Regions from separate parts of the Mus musculus genome. Here all the other regions are linked to region 4. Evidence: chromatin contacts called from public ChIA-PET and HiChIP or PLAC-seq data. All regions are on one chromosome and are shown on one strand. Each heading gives the region's core, a stretch centred on a gene start, on an enhancer-like site or on the middle of the called end of the contact. The rest is flanking DNA. Distances are from core to core; before and after follow the strand shown. Region 1 overlaps Rcbtb2 (regulator of chromosome condensation (RCC1) and BTB (POZ) domain containing protein 2). Region 2 has its middle 14 kb from the start of Gm35388. Region 3 overlaps Rb1 (RB transcriptional corepressor 1). Region 4 overlaps Fndc3a (fibronectin type III domain containing 3A).

Evidence for each region. ChIA-PET counts read pairs in DNA pulled down with a chosen protein or histone mark. HiChIP or PLAC-seq counts read pairs in DNA pulled down with a chosen protein or histone mark.
Region 1: a contact with region 4 is called in an H3K27ac HiChIP or PLAC-seq map of bone marrow-derived dendritic cells, with 2.8 times the contacts expected there. The contact joins two enhancer-like sites. A contact is called at or near these places in 2 of 115 datasets of contacts at active chromatin or transcription factors (bone marrow-derived dendritic cells and embryonic stem cells) and 2 of 9 other capture datasets (liver and pancreatic islet).
Region 2: an RNA polymerase II ChIA-PET map of memory CD8 T cells shows a contact between it and region 4, with 44 read pairs. The contact joins two enhancer-like sites. A contact is called at or near these places in 6 of 39 promoter capture datasets (the 3T3-L1 cell line, cranial neural crest, hippocampal neurons and 2 more), 1 of 15 datasets of contacts at CTCF or cohesin (the NIH/3T3 cell line), 7 of 484 Hi-C or Micro-C datasets (the C10 cell line, the G1E-ER4 cell line, LSK cells and 4 more) and 13 of 115 datasets of contacts at active chromatin or transcription factors (the 230-238 cell line, acute myeloid leukemia, bone marrow-derived dendritic cells and 10 more).
Region 3: an H3K27ac HiChIP or PLAC-seq map of large pre-B cells shows a contact between it and region 4, with 2.2 times the contacts expected there. The contact joins two enhancer-like sites. A contact is called at or near these places in 1 of 39 promoter capture datasets (cranial neural crest), 1 of 484 Hi-C or Micro-C datasets (bone marrow-derived macrophages), 2 of 115 datasets of contacts at active chromatin or transcription factors (CD8 T cells and large pre-B cells) and 1 of 9 other capture datasets (adipose tissue).

What each region holds. Positions count from the first base shown.
Region 1 is chr14:73,170,539-73,173,997 of GRCm38.p6, forward strand. Rcbtb2 (regulator of chromosome condensation (RCC1) and BTB (POZ) domain containing protein 2) reads left to right here. Exons shown (of 15, transcript NM_001170694.1): 11 at 3,185-3,375. Among named protein-coding and RNA genes, the nearest start is that of Gm52109, 5.8 kb to the left of the region's middle. Within about 2 kb of position 1,848, at least 72 of the 459 cell types and tissues checked have an H3K27ac peak or open chromatin away from gene starts, as enhancers often do. A contact at or near this core is called in bone marrow-derived dendritic cells and liver, where this site is marked.
Region 2 is chr14:73,115,078-73,118,653 of GRCm38.p6, forward strand. No RefSeq gene overlaps it. Among named protein-coding and RNA genes, the nearest start is that of Gm35388, 14 kb to the left of the region's middle. Within about 2 kb of position 2,069, at least 152 of the 459 cell types and tissues checked have an H3K27ac peak or open chromatin away from gene starts, as enhancers often do. A contact at or near this core is called in the G1E-ER4 cell line, acute myeloid leukemia, bone marrow-derived macrophages and 9 more, where this site is marked.
Region 3 is chr14:73,208,167-73,211,709 of GRCm38.p6, forward strand. It overlaps Rb1 (RB transcriptional corepressor 1), which reads right to left. Exons shown (of 27, transcript NM_009029.3): 20 at 3,438-3,543. Among named protein-coding and RNA genes, the nearest start is that of Mir687, 3.1 kb to the left of the region's middle. Within about 2 kb of position 2,230, at least 11 of the 459 cell types and tissues checked have an H3K27ac peak or open chromatin away from gene starts, as enhancers often do.
Region 4 is chr14:72,601,639-72,605,223 of GRCm38.p6, forward strand. The region is part of intron 3 of Fndc3a (fibronectin type III domain containing 3A); the gene reads right to left. Among named protein-coding and RNA genes, the nearest start is that of Fndc3a, 110 kb to the right of the region's middle. Within about 2 kb of position 1,478, at least 368 of the 459 cell types and tissues checked have an H3K27ac peak or open chromatin away from gene starts, as enhancers often do. A contact at or near this core is called in the G1E-ER4 cell line, acute myeloid leukemia, bone marrow-derived dendritic cells and 10 more, where this site is marked.

The sequences.
Region 1 (3,459 bases), core at 598-3,097, 570 kb after region 4:
GAAAGAAATGTGTAATCTGCTAGGACTTGTTCCATACCTCCCTGCCCTTCCCAGTGGCTAAGGCTCATTCATGGGTCATGACTTTCTTCTTACTCTTCTGGGGCTCCTTCCAGCGAAGCCTAATTAGGGAGGGATTGTATGGGTGGGGCAGGAGGTGAGTCTATAGTTGTTAGTGCCTGTTCATAGAGAAAGAAAAATAAAACCTATGTACACTGGATTCTCTGCTCAACCAAACGAGACGCTTTTAAAAGGTTTGGCACGTGTGTCCTTAAGTTGATCCCATAAAGGCATATTATAATTCATTATAATGTAAAATTAGCCAAGCCTTGAATTTTTGATAATTCTGTGGCCTCTTGAGGTCTTTAGTAGTCCACTGGGTGGTTACAGAACCATGTAATTCCATCTGGGAATTAGATTCTTAGTCTTTCTGTCTCATAGAATGCTAGTGAGAGTTGAGATGTCTGAGTGCTTAACAAAACAAAGCAGCAGCAACAACCCCCCCCCCTTTTATTAGCTGCTTAGCTCTCTGTATGTGGAGTTCACTGCAGCACGGCTTCAGCCATGCAGTACGGCAGGGCCAGAGTGTTCAGGGCTCTCATTGCAGGGCCGAGTCTGACTCCTCCTTGGCTGTTCATCCAGGTTACCCTGAAGATGGGGCTTAGCTGAAGCAGTGTCCTGCCCTGGGTCCTCCCAGCTAGCTCCCAGCTGTCTGTCATGCACATTATCCTTAGAACACTGTCTTCTTACCTCACCTCCTTGTCCAGAGCTCTCTCCCACTTACCTGTCACATCAGCTCAACACTGCGCTCATGGGCCTTTGTTGTAAGAGACAGCATGGTTCCTAGCAAAGCCCATGGCTTACTTGCCCCTACACTGAGTTGTCTGTTCCAGATAGAAGCTCCTATCAGTGCCTCTTTCCTGTCTTACTATGCCTCTCTGCCTGTAGCTTGGCTATAGGTTTTCCTCTGCCTCACAGGCTCTGTGCTCCTCTGACAAATCCAAAGTCTGTCAGTCCCAGTAGCTCCCAGGTCTGCTGTCTTACCCAGCAGAGCTGGTAGACTGCTATACTCTCATTTGCTGCTTCTCTCCAGGTGGAAGCCGAGCTCCCAGTCTGGCCCCTGCAGCACCTGTTTGAATAATGTTAGTCATGGAACAAGCTGCCCTTGATGCCTCAGTCTTTGGGACTACCTCATTTCATTGCCTCTGGGACAGTGGCTGCTTGGTAGCCTGTACCCTGTCTATAAGTTATGCATTTTTCTCTCCCTACCTTGAGTTTTTTTTTTCCCCTTAAAAATACAATAAAGCCAGGCAGTGGTGGCACATGCCTTTAAACCCAGCACTTGGGAGGCAGAGGCGGAGGCGGAGGCAGAGACAGGCAGGTTTCTGAGTTCAAAGCCAGCCTGGTCTACAGAGTAAGTTCCAGGACAACCAGGGCTACACAGAGAAACCCTGTCTCAAAAAAACCAAACCAAACCAAAATAATAAAACTGATAATAAGAGTATAAATGATATGGCTTATACAGACTACTTTTGCCTCAGAGCTAGTGTTGTGCCCAAACCAGGATGCTCTGATGACCGCCACTGAGGCCCTTATGTCTTCTGTGAGGTGGGAGCAGTGGGCACATTTTCCTTCTAGTAGATGGATTTTATTGGCTGTTTCCATATCTGCTGAAAAGCATATACTTAGAAAACCAGATCGTTTGGGCCATTTTCTCATTGTGCAGGGCCATTCCACAGAGCACCAGCTGTGGGAGTCAGTTCCTTGATCCAACCACACAAACGTTAGGAGAGATTAGACAAGGTCTGCCAACCCAAGTGCATGACCCAAATACAATCTTGTGTAAGAGGCATTTCACTAAAAGCTGTGCAGCGATGAGTTAACCAAACTGCCAGACGTCCTGGCTTTGCCCTGACCCATGAGGCTAAAAGTCAAAGTGGAATCTTTTATGCTACATTTCCAGTCATGGATCTGAAAACGAGTTATTTATCCAACCTCAGGGATCAGGATTAGTCCACTAGCCACACTTCCCAAACAGGCCTATTGAAATCGCGTGACACTGAAGTTCCCTGTTTTAATCCTTACACAGAAAGGGTCACTCAGCTGGTCACTCATTTCCCTGCGGTTTCGTTGAACCGACTGACAGTCTCTGTTTCTGCTTATTTCTTTCATTCCTTCTGTTTACACCCTTCTTTGGCTTAGCCCACTTCATCTTGTGGCATGAGATTGCCCAATTATAGACGTGAAGAGAGAGAGCAGGAAGTTCTGATTTGCAGGAGCAGCATAGAGTGGAGGCCCTGCTGTGCTGATTGCTGTACCAGACACTGTGCCCAGCACATATGGGGATCCACTCAGTATATCGCATCCTTTTAGTGTGCAGAAGGCCAGGAGCCAGCAGGGTAAGGCATCCTCTTGGCATGCAGGAGGCCTGGAATCCCTTCAGTAGATTCTGTCAGCATGCAGAAGTCCCAGGGTTGCTCTCTGGCATTAAAACAACAAACTATTGAGTTCATTGTACAGAGCAGAAGCCAGGGTGACTTTTCAGCCCTCTCCTTGTAAAGTACCTGATGGTTTGGTTTTGGTGACAGGGACAAGCCCAGGGCAGTTTTCCTGCTGAGCTAGTTTATGTATAGAACCCCATCCTACCTTGAGATTTTATGCATTGACCCAGGTAAGATGATCCATGTCTTTATCTAGTTAGTAATGCTTTTAAGGGTTAAACATTGCATGTTTGTTTGTTTGTTTGTTTGTTTGTTTTTCTAGACAGGGTTTCTCTGTGTAGCCCTGTGTAGTCCTGAAACTCACTCTGTAGACCAGGCTGGCCTCGAACTCAGAAATCTGCCTGCCTCTGCCTCCCAAGTGCTGGGATTAAAGGCATGCGCCACCACGCCCAGCTTAAACATTGCATTTTTAACTCAAAGTAAGATGGCATATATTTTTAAGACCTACTGGTAATCAATAGATCCTCATGTTATAAATGCCACCAAAGTATGGTTCCAGCATTTGGTGGCTGAAAGTTTAGGAAGTGAGTTGTCCAAGTCTTGCTTTGTTCTTTCTGTTCCTTGGGCCTATCCACCTCTGTCAGCTAGTTAGTCGGCACAGTCTGAGTCAAGTGCACTCGGGGAAGGAGAGGCCAGCTCTTGTCCTCCTGTTAATGTGCCTCTGTGGCATTTGCTTGTGAATTTAGAATCATAGAGATTGCAGCCTGTCACTCTGCCCACACATCTGCTGCCAAGACACAAGGTGGGCACGTGTACATGTGGGGCCAGTGCCGGGGCCAGTCGGTGATCCTTCCACACCACACTCACTTCTGCTGCACCGATGACGTGTTTGCCTGCTTCGCCACCCCGGCTGTCACCTGGCGCCTTCTCTCCGTGGGTAAGCTTGTCCTTTCCCTCTTGGGACAGTTCTGAGAACGAGGAAGAGGAAGGTACTTTTGCTGTGCGACCTTAGGACTTGGGT
Region 2 (3,576 bases), core at 819-3,318, 510 kb after region 4:
AGAGCAGTCAGTGCTCTTAACCACTGAGCCATCTCACCAGCCCTGAGGGCGGATATTTTTATTCAGATTTTACAGATAGGGACAGAACACTGTGGTGCAGAAACTCAGAAGTACAGGGTCCTGAACATGGTTGCACCACCAGCAAGGGCTGTCTCACACCCGAGCTGTGGTTTTTCACTCTCCCAGACTAATAACTAAAAGATACCCACAATGCTAACTAAGTTCTTCCACCATCCACAGTCCTCAAGCCAAATGGTCCAGCATTCAGGCATGGCCACTGAACCTTGACTGGGAGCAAAGGGAAGTTTCTCTGCAGAACCTAGCACAATGTTTTCCTCGTCCTTTCTAAGATACCCCAGTGCTGCTGTCGCTGATCCAGACAGCTCATCCACTTGTTGTCTACCAACAGCATCATCATGACCTTTACAGGCAAACACCAGAGCTGAGGGAGTTTGCAGAAAAGTTATCTTAGAAATGCTTTAGGGCTGCAAAGATAGTTCAGTTGATAAAGTGCTTGCCTTGCAAACATGAGAATCTGAGTTCAATCAACCTCCCTCCCCAGGACCCACGTAAAACTCCAGTGCATGATGGTGTGGGTTTAATCCCAGCCATGGGAAGGAAGAAATGGACACATTCCAGGGGTTTGTTGGCTAGCCAGCCTGAAGGACTTGTTAAGTTCCTGGCCAGTGAGAGACCTTATGTCATTTTTAAAGAGAAAGGAAACAAAAGCAAAATAAGGTGAGTTGGGTATGGTTGGCACACACCCTTAATCCCAGCATTTGGAAGGCAGAGGTAGGTGGATCTCTGAGTTCCAAGCCAGGCTGATCTACAGATGAGTTTCGGGACAACCAGAGCTATACAGAGAAACCTGTCTCAAAAACAAAACAAAATAATAACAAAAACGGCAAAAATTTTAAAAAATTTAAAATTTAAAATAAACCTAAGGTGAGCAGCTGCCTGAGAACTAGTGGAAGCGTGACAGGTTTTCTGGTCTTCACATGCATGCATGCACATAAACTTGTACCTGCCACACACACACACACACACACACACACACGCACACGCACACACACACGCACACGCACACGCACACGCACACACACACATCTATGCATACACATGAAGAAAAGAAAATACTTTAAAAATCCCTTCTATATAAACACCGTTGGGGCTGGGGACCATATTTGAGCCACTACAAGAGAGACATAGTTGCATAAATGCCTATAATCTCAGCACTTAGGAGGCTGGGGCAGGATGTCTCCTGAGAGGCTCTGCCAGAGCAGATGTTTGCAGCCAACCATCAGACTAAGCACGGAGACCCCAATGGAGGATTAGGGGAAGGACTGAAGGAGCTGAAGGGGTTTGCAGCCCCATAGGAAGAACAACAATATTAACCAACCAGACACCCCCCCCAGCCCCCAAGATCTCCCAGGGACTAAACCACCAACCAAAGAATACACATGATGGGGCTCATGGCTCCAGCTGCATAAGTAGCAGAGGAAGGCCTTATCTTACATCGATGGGAGGGGAAGCCCTTGGTCCTGTGCAGGCTTAATGCCCTAGCATAAGGGGATGCTAGGGTGATGAAGTGGGAGTGGGTGGGTGAGCACCCTCATAGAAACAGGGGGACGGGGAGGGGATAGGGGGGTTTACAGAGGGGAAACCAGGAAGGGGGATAACATTTGAAATGTATATAAGTAAAATAACCAATTTTTTTTTTGTTTTTTACAAAAAGAAAGCTTAAGGCCAGTCTGGGCCATAAAGGAAACCCTGTCTAAAATGAAAATAAATTGAGAGAGATGAGGGAAAGAGGGAGAGAAGGGAAGACAGATAGAGGGAGAAGGAAGGGGAGATGGGAGCAGAGAAAAGCTTTTTAAAAGGTAGAGTCACAGAGAACAGTCCAGCATTTGCTCCCTTCCTGCAGTCATGTGTCTGAGCACTGATACTCCTCACTTGCGTGCCAGGGAGCTGCTTCAAAAATGAAACCAGAAGACTCTTAGCCTGCAGGTGGCTCTGGTAGCCAGAAACAGATGTACGTTCTACAAGGACAGAGAAGTAGGGCAGCATATTTTTTTTTCCAAAACAAAGACTGAGGAAACCACAGCTGCAGTTGGTGGGCAGGCGGCATCCTGGTTCTGAGTTTGCAGCGCCCGAAGGAGGAGTTTTGAGGCCAGAGGAGAGGCGGGGTCACCCAGGAGCCCCCGCATTGTCAAGATTTCAGAGACGTTTCTCAAAGATAAGCGCATTATTATTTTTTTCTAAAAGGAAATACATAAAACTTGGGGTTGAAATTAAAGACTAATGTTTTCTCCCACAATCACATTAATCTCTCTCTCTCTCTCTCTCTCTCTCTCTCTCTCTCTCTCTCTCTCTCTCTCTCAAAGTTGAAAATAAAGAACCATGGTGTTTTGATCTCTGTGCTGTATGCAATGGCAGACATATGCTGGCAAGTTTAAGATGCCTTTTCAGCTACAAATATTAATCACATAGCCGCCTGGCCATGATGGTGCTGGTCTGACGTTCCATAGCCTGGGAGGCTGAAACAGCAGGAATATAAATTCAAGGCCACCTGGATACAGAGCAGGTTACAGGGCAGCCTGAAGCACAAGAAACCTATCCCATTTTGGTGATATCTGCCTCACAGGAAACATAGAGAATTATGCCTTTATTATCTTGCCTTGTCCTGTGAGACAATAAATCCCATTCTCCAAAGACTTACACACATTGGATCCCTACTGCCTCCTTGTGGAATCCCATCAGATGTCCCTGGCTTTTCTAGATTGTCAGATCCCAAGATGGAAGCAGGAATCTGAACCCTGGGCTCCAGGCTTTGTCTGCCAGCACGTTGGAAAAGCAGGGAGCCAGATCCCAGCCCAGACTTCACAAATCCGAACGCTGCATTTATGAACCCCTAGTCTTCACTGTCCTGATGGATTTGAGATAGGTCACCAACTTGTATGAATTAGGGCAGAGTCAGAGTGAGTCTTGGGGCTCTTGTCCTCTTTTGTGAAATGAGGGCATATTGGAGTTCATAGGCTAAAATCAAGGTGTCTGCAGGGCCAGAAAGCCCTGGAAGATAGTGTGTTTTCTTGCCTGCATTTCAGAATCAGCAAAGGCCAGTCATGTGTTCACTCCATGTCACTCCACCCTAACCTCCTCCCTTCAGGCTGTTTTCTGTTGGTATGAACACCCATGAATTTGATTTGAAAAGAGAGGATTCATCTAGGTTTTTCAGTTCTGGGCGCTGCAAATCGAAAATCAGGGAGCCACATCTGGAGAGGCCTGTGCCCTTTTGGTAAGCCAGCCATGATGACACGCATCTCTAGCTGAGAGACCTTTGTGTATAAATCCATTGTAGTTGCTAAATCACAGCCTCATTATGTAGTTCTAGAATCCACCGATGCCATGTATCTGAATTCTCTCTTATGGATCACCTCATATGACCATCTACCGTCTGTTCATTTACTCGTTCGTCCACTCTGTGGTGATTAATCTTCATTGTCATTTCAGCTGGACTTAGAACCACCTACCACTAGACATGTCTATGAGGATGTTTCCAGAACAGGTTGACTGAAG
Region 3 (3,543 bases), core at 980-3,479, 610 kb after region 4:
GCTATCTATTTAAAAACACAGTGTACTGCAGCTTATACATCCAAATACATGTTAAGTTATAATTATGTTTTTGTTTAAAATATCATTCTTGTTGGGAACATTACCAGTCTTACTGAAATAAGAGGATTATATGAGAATATTATGAAAATTATGCACCACTAAAAGAACTAAGATGACACTAAGTTCCTCAAGTTATGCAGATGCCAATATCGACTGAAAAGTAAAAAAGCTAATTTTGAATTACTAAACAGTAAGTGTTCACACACACACACACACACACACACAAATCCCCATACCTATGGGACCTCATTGGTGAATTCAGCAAAATTCCAAGAAGAAAAAGACTCAATATCAATATCAATTCTTAAAAAGTTCTTCTGAAATTAGAAGTTCCCAACTATCTGTATGAAGCTAATACTTTGCTGATACAAAAATCACACAGATCAACAAAACAATGAAATAAAAATAATTTCCTTTATTATTAAAGAGAATAGAATACATAGGAGTATAGTTAATAAAATAAATGTAAGGGGCTGGAGAGATGGCTCAGCAGTTAAGAGCACCAACTGCTCTTCTGAAGGTCCTGAGTTCAAATCCCAGCAACCATATGATGACTCACAACCATCTGTAATGAGATCTGATTCCCTTTTGTGGAGTGGAGTATCTGAAGACGGCTACAGTGTACTTACTTATAATAAGTAAATAAATCTTTAAAAAAATAAATGTAAGACTTGTATTCTGAAAACTATAAACTATTATTGAAAGAAATTAAAGCCTGGAAGGATGGGAAGGAGCCGCATCCTCCGTATGGATTGAAGACTTCATGCTACATGTGACATCCCCCAAACTGACACATTAGCCCGTGAACTTTCTTTCAAAATCTTCAGAGAAAATGACAAGTCAGTCCTAAAACTCACATGGAAATTTAAGTTTCAGGACAGTTAAATTGATCTTGCAAAAAGAACAAAGTACAATTGTGTCTCTTTATTCCAAAAAATTGGAATGCTATAGTAACTAAGACAGTGTATTCTCACCAAAATAGCTACATAGATAACAGACTGGAAATGAGTCTCAGGAATAAACATGTGTACACTAAAAAAAAAAAAAAATCAATAGACTTTCAACAGCTGTCAACAGAGAAAAAGAAAAAGAATAATAATAAAAAAAAAGGATGCATTTCAAGAGATGGTGTGGGAATGGGCATAGCTCAGTGAAGTGTTTGCCACAAAGTAAGAGGCCCTGGATTCACACCAAGGAGAAAGAGTGAGAGGAAAGAGGGGGGTGGGGCTCCTGTGCTGGAACAACTGGAGGGAGAAGTCCTCCCCTGCCCTCTTGCAAAACTAAGTCAAAGTGGATTGAAACTGAAACAGAAAACTAAGAGCACAAAGCTCTTGGGAAAAATGAGGTCTTGATGCCTCCAAACTTGACAATGTTTTTGTTCATACATCAAAATACCAGTAGCCAAAACAACCAACCATCACCACCAACAACAACAAAAAAAAAAGAAGCAAAAAACAAAACAAAAAACAAACCAAAGATGACCTGAAGTTTCTCAGAGGATAAAACATTTTCAAAACACATATTTCATAGAAAAAGATATATACAGAACATATTTTTTTTTTAAATCATTGCCGCCTGTTGTGGTGGCTGTGCCTTTAATTCCAGAACTGAGGGGCAGACTTAGGCAGAGCTCTGTGAGTTTGAGGTCTGTTTGCACACCGCCACGCTCAGTGAGGAAGACTCTTGCTGTCTTTTCAGAAAGGATTTTAACACACACTTCTCTAAAGCAGATGTTCGCTATCATTAGCTACCAGCTACATATGCCTATGATCCAGCCCCAGGGGACCCAATGTCTCTGGCCTTCACAGATACTGTAAACATGCATGTACCTACACATAGAAACACCCTCCCACACACACTTAAAAATAATAAATCTTTAAAAATAAAACATAAATTGGTAAAGCCATTTTAGAAAATATCCCTGCCATTTCTCAAAAAGGTTAAAGATTTAACATATGACCCAGAAATTTTACTTACATATACATAGAAAAATAAAAACATGTTTTACAAACCTTATATATGAATATTGACATTATTCATAATACATCAAAGAAGAAATAATCCAGTTTCTATCAACTGATGAATTATAAACATAATGTAGTATGTGACAGAAACTACAACACAGATGAACCTTGAACCTGTGCTCTATAAAGAAGCCATCCACACTCAAGGCTGGGGACGAAGTTCAGTGGAAGAACATTTGCCTAGGATTTGCAAGGTCATAGAACTCAGTCAGGACCCTACCCTGCACACCTGCACACACGTGCGCGCGCGCGCACACACACACACACACACACACCCTAAATATGAAATTACATATGATTCTATTTACATAAAATGTTCAGATTCGACAAATCTACAGAAAAAGAAAGTAGATTTATGTTGTTGAGGACTCTTAGAGACAACAGAGTTTCTCTTTGGTGTGAGAAAATGGTTTAAATAAAATAGATTGTGTTAGTAGTTTTACAACTCTACAAATATACTAAATCACTGAACTATACATTTAAAAATGTATGCTTTGATAAACTGCACACACTCCTCTAAATGTTTTTTATCCCCTTTAAGAAGAAAAAGGAAGCTAGGAGGAATTATTCTGTTTATAAGCCCCACTTTCCTTCCCCTCCCCACATTCCTGTTTTGGAGTCTCTGATTCTTTGTAAATCTTTTTTTGTTGTTGTTGTTTTTGTTTGTTTGTTTGTTTGTTTGTTTCAAGACAGGGTTTCTCTGTGTAGCCCTGGTTGTCCTGGAACTCACTTTGTAGACCAGGCTGGCCTCGAACTCAGAAATCCGCCTGTCTCTGCCTCCCGAGTGCTGGGATTAAAGGCGTGCACCACCACCACCCGGCTGTAAATCATTTTTTGTTACTAGGATCAGAGCACCAGTGCTCTGTGTATGACAGGCAAATGCTTCACCACTGAACTACAACACCAGCTTTTTTATTATTGAATTTTGAGACAGAGTCTCACTAAGTGGCCAGAGTGGTCTTGAACTTAACATGTAGTGCTGGCAAGTCCTCAAATTTGTGAGTCAGCCTCTCAAGAATAGTTGTGATTACAGGCATACACCATATCTCCTGGTTAGATAGCTGGCTGGTCTCTGGCTCATGTCATTTCCACAGTAAAATGAAATCTAGCTTATCACAATACAGAAAAGGTTAAATGTTTGTGTCATTAAATAGTTATTAAAATATATACCTCTAATTTGTAAAAGCTATATAAAAAATATAAATGGTATTCAACAAGGAACTCTATGTATGTTATACAATGTATGGTAATATATACTACTAAGCTAATGTAGATGGTCACTTGAATGTGATATATAGCACACAGTCAACTATGAGCAGGAAGAAACGATGGGGAAGTGACTGCTTTTCTTACCTGGTCCAAATGTCGGTCTCTCATGAGCTCATACTCATTTTGCAATGTATGCTGAAACAGAGTCCAGATGATGTGCTCTAGCTCTGGGTGGTCAGACAGAAGGCGT
Region 4 (3,585 bases), core at 228-2,727:
CATCTTCAAAGCAGAACAACTAAACCCGGTGTTCTGTTTCTCTGTGGCTATTAGAGCAGTAACTTTCAGGCGATGCACCCACACTCCCATCTCAGCCTCCACAATGCTAGGATTACAGACATGTGCCACTGGACTCAGCTCACAGTTTACTTTGATAGCTGCTGGAACAAGTCATCATTTAGTTTCACAAAGGACTCCTTTATGACGTGATCACTTTGACTACTTAAGTAAATTTTCTAGTTCGGAGGCAGAAATGCCACACAGTTAGATTTTAAAAAGATAATTTATCAGTGCTATGTACATTTATCTAAAATAATGGTGGGATATATTCAACACTGAACACAAACCTGCCACACCCCCAATACATAGACAGTAAACACAAGTACTGATATTCAGATCCACAATGCTGGCAGCACCATGTTGCTTGTCCTGCATCAAACTCTAAACCCTGGACACTCACTGACACAATGCCTGACTACCTCTCAGGTCCAACAGTACTTTCTAACTCAGAAAGTTCTAGAAAATTAACTGCAAACTGTCTTAAATTTGTATGCAGCAAAGCAGACTGTGTCCAGGGAAGAAGCAAACCTGTTATAGGAGTACATAACATGTCCACCTGGCACAAGAAAGCTGTACCTGAACAACTGTAGCTACACCTAACAGCTCCTTCAGAATTGACAAGCTTTAGGCAAAAGCTACCCCAAAGCAGAGTGATTACATTACTGTTAAGGGCCTACTTATTTTTAAAATCTGCAAAAGTGGGTACAATTCTGTTTGTCATTTGCCTTAAATATGAAAAACTTCCCATCCCAATTCTTAAAGGTACCATCAATGATTTATACCTAGTTCATTTTACCTAACATAAACTAAACCTATCGTCTTTCTTAATCTACCATTCATATTCAATTTTTTCTTTATTTCTTTTAGAAAAAACCCAAAACTACAGATTTGTCTAAGCATTTAAAATTAAATAAACAACGGACTGCTGACTGCTGACTCCTGCCGCACACAATGGCTTCCAAATTACCTGATGCCAATTTTCTGATCAGTCTTAAAAGAGAAAAGACGAAAAAAATCAAGAGGCCAGCCAGAATGGGGCATGCTATGAGATTTAAAATCACTCTAGCTCATAGAGTCTACAATTTTCATAACCACATAACAATATGTAGTATTTCTAAAGCGAACAGATTTGGCACTAAAAACACACAACACGGCTTTAGGTTAATACAAAAGCTTCCTATGTTTTCAAATAAAAGCGAATGTTCAAAATCAGCAAATCTTACCACTCATTTTGTTTCTACAGGAGCAGCAGCCAGCGAACAAGAAAACCCAACAAGGAAACGGCGTAGTACACGTTAGCAGCTTTAATTGGAGAACAGTTTCGCTTTTTTTTTTTTTTCCTCAAAGCTGGTAAGAGGAAAAGATCCTTTGACCGAGTCACGTGACCGGTATCACATGACCCGCAGTGAACCGGGAAAGACCGGGAGAGGAAACAGCGCAGAGGGTACGCTGGGGCGCTACTGAAACAAAACACTTAAAGGCTTCTTCAGCTGCTTTCCTGACTGCAACGCGTTCTGCCTTAAGAGCCAAAGTAAACCCTAATCAAAAGAACCTGGTGGATAGGCACGCGATGGAAAACCATCCTCTTTGTGTTCGCGGTTTGACTAACGCAGCCTGCTGCTTTTTCACATAGAAAGATTGGGGTAAAATGAATTCAAAGCCTTGATCCAAAATATGAGTGTATAGTTTGTGATCATTTCATGCTCGATACTCAAGCTATGCCTATAACACACAGAGAATTGCCCACACAATAGAATTAAATGACAAGTTCCTTACAGGTGGAATATATTTCAGGCTTGTTTTGTTTTTCCTTAAAAGCTAATGAAGGCTTCTGCTTTTATAGTCAGTGTACTTTGTTTTTAGTGATTATTTTAAAAATAGAACTTACTCTTGACATTAAGGAAAGATCCTTGGTGGATAGTATTCTTAAAGCAGGAATGTGAAAAATACTCAGTTAATTGAGGTGAAAACTTATTCTTTTGGAAAAAAAATACGCCCCGTAAATTACTTAAGAGGGCATATAAGTTCAGAGGAACTTTATCAACTGCTTACATACACAAGCAATGGCTGGGATCTGTGACACGCACCACAGTGGGGAAGATGGATTTGGGTACTAGGTGATACTAAAAGTTAAAATGAGCTCCGATACTTACTAGCATGGCAAATGTACTACTATTGGGCTCTGTCTCCTGTGGAAAGGTTAAAATGATCAACCTCAAAGCACTGTTGCAGAATCAAGTTAGACAAACTAGTACATGAAATACACTGTTTAGGACCTCTCAGTAACTGATAGTTATTGTAAGTAAAAGTATGATCGCTGACTCTCAAAACTAAAGATTACACAGTGAGACGAACCATGTGGAGTGTCCTACTTGTTAACGCAAACTGAGGTATCATTACTAGAGAAGCTGAGGCAGGAGCAGATAAGTAACTTGAGGGTACATAGGCAAAGGCAGGGTTGCTTCATATAATCACATGTTAAAGGCCAGGCCCTATTTAAAGGCCCAGTGTCTTTCCTGAAGAAGAAAAAAAAAAAAAAAAAAAAAAAAAAAACCTGGCAGGACACACCCCTGGCAACTTGACTCAATAAAAGCAAGTCAGAGGCCAGAGGAGAAGAGACACTGGTTTAAAGTGGAAAAGGGTAATAGCTGACCTTTTATTCCATTATGAATGCATTTCCCCTGAGGCTGTGGGATGGGCGCTTACTTCCCTGTTCTCTCTCACTGCGCCACTCTGCCCTCCTATGCTATTTTGACAGTCAGTGAGTTGTTTTTTTTTTTTTTTTTCTTTCTGCCCCAACACTTGCTGTCAGGTCAATGACTTCAATGTCCAAACTCTAGATCTATGATTTCTCTGCTCCTTTTCCTGCTGTGTTCTTAAAGCTTGAACTTATTTCTTACAACTATAAGTACATCCTGTTTCACAGCTAATCTTACCAAAATCACTATAGAGAGACCTAATACTCTTCGTTTAAATTACTATTCTTAGACCTGACCTTGATCAAACCGTACCTTATTTCACAGCTCAAATTTTTTAGGATTTTCACAGCATCAGCAGATTCCAACGCTGCACAGTCGTTGCCTCGGCTAGTTGGTTAGACAATATTTGATGGCAGCCATTAAGCACACTGAAGTGACTTCCCTAAACCTAAGCAGTAGAGCCCAGTGATGGACACTGCTCTCCATCGAGCCAGGTTGTACCACTCAGGTTTCTGCTCCTCCTAAGGTTGCTTTTATTCTTATCTTTACAGTCTTCTAGTTGAGAAGGATATTAATGGTAGACTACTAGTTCTAGTTGAGAAGGATATTAATGGTAGACTACTTCGCTAGCCTAACAATGCACAACATCCTAGATCTGATTCCAGTATCATGAAAAAAAAAACATAAGAGGAAAACTATCCTTTATATAACCAATTAATTTACTTAATTTTGAGGCTTATAAAAATTAGATAGTATTATCTTCTGTAACTTCTTCCTCCACATGCTGGATTCTGTCTAGGCATTTGGGACAGATTAGTAAATGAGA